2 separate regions of the Xenopus tropicalis genome follow, and region 2 is linked to region 1. A link is a contact called in public Hi-C data. All regions are on one chromosome and are shown on one strand. Each heading gives the region's core, a stretch centred on a gene start, on an enhancer-like site or on the middle of the called end of the contact. The rest is flanking DNA. Distances are from core to core; before and after follow the strand shown.

Region 1 (3,420 bases), core at 134-2,633:
ATAAATGGGTATATATTCATACAAAGCAACTATTAACCGATACAAGAGATGAAGAGGGCCCAGCCCCAAAGAGCTTACAGTCTAGTTCTGAGGTATATGAGCCTGCAGGCAGAAATAGCAGACAGACAGGTAGATACCCCCCCCCCCCAAGAGCTCTTGCTTGAAATAAGGAGACCTCTGTATAAACTGGTCAGGGTAGAGGTGCTTATTGGGAACCACATACGTTGATTTTTTCCCTTTGCCCCGGGAGAAAGTATAGAGAGAAAATAATAATGGGCTCAGGACCGAGCCTTGAGAAACCCTAACACATTGGTAAGGTAGAAGGTGATACGGAGAAGGTTGGAAGAGACACTGAAAGAGCGATATGAGAGAGATGAAACCAGGACAAATAATAAATATTAAATATAATATCAAGCAGTTACAATTTTCAAAAATGATCTTTCTCTATAGTAAAACAGTAGCTTGTATTTGATAGTGACGTAGCTTATTAAATCCATATTGGCGAGAAAACAATCCTTGTTATTTTGTTTAAATGTTTTTAGTAGACCTATTGTATGGGGATCCAAATTATAGAAGAAGTCATTATCTGGAAAACCCACAGGCCCCAAGCCATCTAAATAATAAGATTATATACCTGTATTTAATGTACAGTTGCCTCTCTTTCACCTGCCTTTGATTTCCCCAATCTGGATTTGTGATTTGCTTTTCTAATAAAAGCAGATGCCACACTGGGCTGATTCTTGTCCTGTAGATGGAGATGTAAAATGTGTTGGGGAGCCACACAGGCATGAAAAATGATCTTTGGGGGATGCCAAATAAGGGCTGTGATTGGCTATTTGGTGGCCCCACGTCGACTGCTGGCCTGCAGGAGCCTCTGCTTGGAGTAAAACTGTCTCTGGGCTTCCAAAACTTGTCTCCAAGCCAGAAATTTGAAAATGGAGCCTACTTTGAGCAACATCAAAAGGGGCAGAGAGCAACATGTACCCCCGAGCCACTGGTTGGGGATCAGTGCATTACAAGAAGCAGCCCCTGTGCTGGCAATCAGCCTTTCCCTGTACCACATGTGGAGCCATTGTGTTAACCCCAGGCACAGGAAAGCGGATTTTGGTGCTGAAATGCACGGTGCCAAAATCCGCTCTGTGTGCCTGCACCCTGGCTGATGCGGTGGCTCCGGTTTCCGGCACAGGGGAAGGCGATAAAAAGCAGGGCGAAAATCAGCCCCTATGTTATAATCTGCAGGCCAAGGATCATCCCCCTGTGCCATTAGCCTAAATTGAAAGATTCTAGCAGCAGTGTGAGTGCTGGGCAGGAATGTTTATGGTGCTGCTCTGTTTGTACTGTAATCGGAGAACGTTGTTGGCCTGTTACAAGGTAGCCAGATTGTGTTGTGCAGCACAACTAGTTCCCACAAGCCTGAGGGTGGCTGCTCACTAGGCACTTACTCCCACCCCATTCTGTACAAAGGAGCTGGGAGCCTAGGGCCACACTGCATAGAAAGGGAAGCATGAATGTGTAAATGAGAGCAGGGAAAAGTATGTGTGTAGCATCAAATGCATTTGTGGTTTCGGCTTTTATGGGATAAATATGGCATCTCATTCAACTCCTATGTGCATTTCAGTTCTCTGAATGGGTTTTACTGGTGTTTTTACATCACTGCGTGAGTTTCTGATGATTACTTAGTCCGTAGGGGAAGCAGCCCAGGACCCTCACAAATGTAAGAAAACATTTTAAGCAGCTTTCCAATATGAATTATCACTGTAATTTGTTCCTTCAAAAAGTATGAATAAATACCTATATGCTGAAATCCAGCTGCAAAACAGTCATTCTCTTTCTATATTATTTAAAATTCTGGCAGGGAAGGAGGGACTAAAACATTGATGTTACAAATTGTAACATCTTCACATCTGCAGCTTACAGACAGCATGCAGCGGGTACCTAAGCCACAATGCTAGGCTGCCTTTTTAATGGCAGTTTGCCAGCCTTAACCTGGAGACATTTCTCTTTTGGGAAAATGTATTCTTGTACGTTTCTTGGCAAATATCCACTAGAGAAATCTTGCCTGGTCGCAGGAAAGATTGTAATTGTAACGTGTAGGCCACCTTAACTCATCTCTTGGTAAACTGCAAATGATCATTCTTGGAGAAAATATTCCAGATTCAAGTAAATATGTCCCTGTTGGTGGTGCTACTATTTTTGTTAAATGTGTGCTTTTGATCTGTTAGCACTTGCTGCCCTCTAGTGTCTTCATATGGAAATGATCACTTGGGGGGTTTTAGGTTGAAACACCTGTGTTTCTTTATTATGCTACTACAGGTATGGCACCTGTTATCCAGAATACTTGGGACCTGGGGTTTTCCAGATAAGGGATCTTTGTTATTTGGATCTCCTACCTTTAGTCTAGTGAAAAAAATGCCACATGTACAGTGTTTTACATGAATGCATAGGGCCAGGTTGCGGGGTCACTTTAGCACACGCCTATGTTAAAGCGCCCCATCTATTACAGCCCGACAAAAAAGCATTTATTAGAAATAATACTGCCACATTCTTACTAATTATTAAACCGTATCAGTATAACTTTTAATGAATGCTGTACATAAATGTTAATCTAATTATGTTACATTAATAAATTGGGGATGCACCAAATCCATAATTTTAGGACTCATCTGGATACTGAACCCACCACAAAGAATTGGGCCAAAGTAGAATAAATAGACACCTTTATTTGTCTAGTGGGTCACATAACGTTGGGTTCAGGTTTGGTTTTGTCAGGCATTTTATAAATTCTAAAACAAACCTGGGATTTGGTGCATGTAAAGTAAAACATAAGTACTGGAGTAGTAGTTGGGAAGTAGAAAAGTCAATTTTTGGTAATTAAAATCTATTTTTTTTCTTTCAGCAGCTCCATGAAACTGTTAAACGAAAGCTGGATAATGCAGCTTCCCCACAAAATGGCGATCAGCAGAATGGCTACGGAGACATGTTTTCTGTGCCTAAGAAACTGAGGCACGATGATGGACTTGGCGGTGTTATTGGTTCTTCAAATGGGATGCCTCCGGTGTCTCCCCTAAATCAGCTGGATAACAAACCTCCCAGTGGAGACTCCATGCAGTTAAATGGGAACCACTCAATCGGACTTGACAGCCACAGTAAAAAGTGTCTTCCCGATGGCAGCCTGCAACTGAACGGTAATGGAGACGCCGACGACTTTTCTCTTTGTGTGAAGCAAGAACCCGTGGACGATCTACCTTGTATGCTGTCTGGGGTGGGTGGTTCCATATCTCAGAACAACCTTATGCCAGACCTTAACTTGAACGAGCAGGAGTGGAAGGAGCTCATAGAAGAACTTAACAAATCTGTACCGGATGAAGATATGAAGGACCTTTTCAATGATGATTTTGAAGACAAAAAAGACGTTGATGC
Region 2 (3,668 bases), core at 147-2,646, 34 kb before region 1:
GGACCGCCGGCAAAGGAGCCACAGGAGAGAAGCAGCAGAAGGAGTCGGAGCGCGTATGGGGGCTCTGTGTTTGGGGGCCTCTGTGTATGGGGTGCTCTGTGTATGGGGGGCACTGTGTTTGGGGGGGCACTATGTATGGGGGGCACTGTGTATGGGGGGCTCTGTGTATAAAGGGTACTGTATATAAAGGGTACTGTGTATGGGGGGTACTGTATATGGGGGGGCTCTGTGTATGAAGGGCACTGTGTATGGGGGGGCACTGTGTATGGTGGGGCTCTGTGTATAAAGGGTACTGTATATAAAGGGTACTGTGTATGGGGGGTACTGTATATGGGGGGGCTCTGTGTATGAAGGGTACTGTGTATGGGGGGCACTGTATATGGGGGGGCTCTATGTATGAAGGGTACTGTGTATGGGGGGTACTGTATATGGGGGGCTCTGTGTATGAAGGACACTGTGTATGGGGGGATACTGTGTATGGGGGGTACTGTATATGGGGGGCTCTGTGTATGGGGGGCACTGTGTATGGGGGGGCTCTGTGTATGGTGGGGCTCTGTGTATAAAGGGTACTGTGTATGGGGGGCACTGTATATGGGGGGGCTCTATGTATGAAGGGTACTGTGTATGGGGGGTACTGTATATGGGGGCTCTGTGTATGAAGGGCACTGTATATGGGGGGGCACTGTGTATGGGGGGCTCTGTGGGCTTCCTTAGGTAGTACAGTATGAGGGTATAGCACATTTGCATCTGATCCCGCCATTTCAACTATATAAAAGGAGTATTTTTAGAAAAAAATGGCGTGTGTTAATTGGGGCGTGGTCACAAAAGTGGGCGTGACCAAAAAATTTTGCCGCGACGCGCGCGCCAAATCTTTTTGTCCCTCTTTTTGTTTTTCAAATGTTGGGAGGTATGATCTAACCTCGCTTTTGGTAAATTTTGGGGTATTTTATATTGTTCAAGCCAGGGCATGTACTGTGAATCTTTTGCTACCATACAGCGCTGAGGAATACCTTGGCATTTAAAAATTGAACAATATATCAAAAATATGTACCATTTAAAGCTCAGGGGGTGCCTGGAAAGTTTTCAAGCTAAATATAGCTGCAGCAGAGCATTGTGTTGATTTCAGTTTTGTTCATCAGAAGAAGCTGCCCTTCCTGCTATTTTTAGTGCCTCAACAGAATCTGATCTTTGTTCCAAAAGAAAAAAAAAAAAAATACACAAACCACTTGTTTTGCTTCTGAGCTGGGAATCTAGAGCAAACTCAGGGAGGAGCCGCTAAACTCTAATTGGCAAAGCTCCACCCTTCAACGTCAGCCAATCACTACCGCTCGCTTTGGATTGGTTTTCCGCATCCTCAACCTTTTTTTCCCCTCTCCGCCTACCGTAGGCAAAACACTGCTCCCGAAGATCCGTTTACAAAACACAGACGTCACTGTTTGGGCTCCGCCCACGCCAAGGTTTGATTGGTCGGCGGTCTCTGCCTATCAGCCGTGACGCTTGCACCCCTTTTACTCCGAGAGAAGAGTAGTTTCAAGATGGCGGACGCTCGGATAACAATGGCGAGCGGGCGGCGGGGGCGTTAGGGGGAGCTGCGAGGCGGGAGAGAAGTGGATACCGTGCGGGGGGGGGAAAGTGTTGCCATTGTCAGAGGAGGCTTTTCCTCAGGCCGGGGGTATGAGAGTGCTATTCCCGTAATAGTCCGGCTTCACCTCTCCCCACAGATGGCGGATTTTGTGGTCCCCCGACACAGCGCCGTGATGGAGCGCCTCCGCCGACGGATAGAGCTTTGCCGGCGGCACCACGGTACCTGCGAGTCGCGATACGAAGCCTTAGCTGGGGAGAGGCTGGAGCTAGAGAGGCAGCATACCTTCCAGTTACACCAGCGCTGCCTGCAGGCCAAGGCCAAGAGGGCCGGGAAGCACAGGCAGCAGGCTGTCTCTAGCGCCGAGTCCGGCCCGGGCAGGGGGAATCCCAGCACTACCGGCAGCCTGGATACCGACGGAGGCGGCGGCGGCAATGGCGAGCAGTGTAGGAACAGCACTCTCATCGCGGTAAGTGACGGCAGGGCTTCTGCGATCTTCCTGCAGGGGCATGGCAGCGATTTCTTACTCTAAACTCTTAGGGTGAAGCCACACGGAGCTACTAGTAGCAGCTACTTTTTTCAAGGCTACTAAACTCCCAAAAATACTGAGAATTGCCTCTGCTAAAACACATGTAGAGACAATTATCAGTAAATGATCAGCATTGTCTGTTTTAGTAGCCAAGAAAAGTAGCTGTTACTAGTAACTCCGTGTGGCTTCACCCTTAGGGTGAAGACACACGGAGCTACTAGTAGCAGCGACTTGTGCTGATCATTTACTGATAATTGTGTCTACGTGTGTTTTAGCAGAGGCAATTCTCAGTATTGTCTATGGCAGGGGATTTTCTGGTGTTTAGTAGCCGTGACAAGTAGCTGCTACTAAGTAGCTCTGTGTGTCTTCACCCTTGTTGAGGCATGGCAGGGATTTCTTACTCTGTGGCCTTTAAACTCTTAGGGTGAAGACACACGGAGCTACTAGTAGCAGCGACTTGTGGCTACTAAAATGCTGATCATTTACTGATAACTGTCTCTACGTGTGTTTTAGCAGAGGCAATTCTCAGTATTGTCTATGGCAGGGGATTTTCTGGCATTTAGTAACAGGAAAAAAGTTGCTGCTACTAGTAGCTCAGTGTGTCTTCACCCTTACTTTTTGAGGCATGGCAGGGATTTCTTACTCTGTGGCCTTTAAACTCTCTTAGGGTGAAGCCACACGGAGCTACTAGTAGCAGCTACTTGTGGCTACTAAAATGCTGATGATTTACTGATAAATGTCTCTACATGTGTTTTAGCAGAGGCGATTCTCTGTTTTGTCTATGGCAGGGGATTTTCTGGCATTTAGTATCAGGGAAAAGGTAGCTGCTACTTGTAGCTCAGTGTGTCTTCACCCTTGTTGAGGCATGGCAAGGATTTCTTACTCTGTGGCCTTTAAACTCTTAGGGCTCTGGCACACGGGGAGATTAGTCGCCCGCGACAAATCTCCCGTGTCTCGGGCGACTAATCTCCCCGGATTGCCATCCCACTGGCGAAAATGTAAATCGCCAGTGGGATGGCATACGCGGCGGCGCGATTTCAGCGAGATCGCGCAAGTTTCCTCTCGAGGCAACTTGCACGATATCTCACTGAAATCGCGTCACCACGTGTGCCATTCCACCGGCGACTTACACTTTCGCCGGTGGGATGGCAGGTGATGGCAACTCGGGGAGATTAGTCGCCTGAGACACGGGAGATTTGTCGCGGGCGACTAATCTCCCTGTGTGCCAGAGCCCTTAGGGTGAAGGCACACGGAGCTACTAGTAGCAGCTACTTGTGGCTACTAAAATGCTGATCATTTACTGATAATTGTCTCTAGCTGTGTTTTAGCAGAGGCAATTCTCAGTATTGTCTATGGCAGGGGATTTTCTGGCATTTAGTAGCAGGGAAAAAGTAGCTGCTGCTACTAGTAGCTCTGGGGATTGTAGCCCTGAGCTTGTATTGGGCATATGAGCTAGTTAGTAGCAGCTACTTTTTACAGCTACTAAACACCAGAAAATCCCCTGCCATGGACAATAATGGGAATTGCCTCTGCTAAAACACACGTAGAGACAGTTAT

What was found. Hi-C and Micro-C count contacts between places; a contact is called where the count stands out from the background.
Region 2: a Hi-C map of gastrula embryo shows a contact between it and region 1, with 1.6 times the contacts expected there. The contact joins the promoter of maml1 here to the enhancer-like site in region 1. A contact is called at or near these places in 3 of 5 Hi-C or Micro-C datasets (brain, gastrula embryo and neurula embryo).

The regions. Positions count from the first base shown.
Region 1 is chr3:12,058,459-12,061,878 of UCB_Xtro_10.0, reverse strand. It overlaps maml1 (mastermind-like protein 1), which reads left to right. Exons shown (of 5, transcript XM_004912749.4): 2 at 2,900-3,420. Among named protein-coding and RNA genes, the nearest start is that of ltc4s.1, 31 kb to the right of the region's middle. Within about 2 kb of position 1,383, at least 4 of the 11 cell types and tissues checked have an H3K27ac peak or open chromatin away from gene starts, as enhancers often do. A contact at or near this core is called in gastrula embryo and neurula embryo, where this site is marked.
Region 2 is chr3:12,092,372-12,096,039 of UCB_Xtro_10.0, reverse strand. maml1 (mastermind-like protein 1) reads left to right here and starts at 1,396. Exons shown (of 5, transcript XM_004912749.4): 1 at 1,396-2,051. The coding sequence starts at 1,722.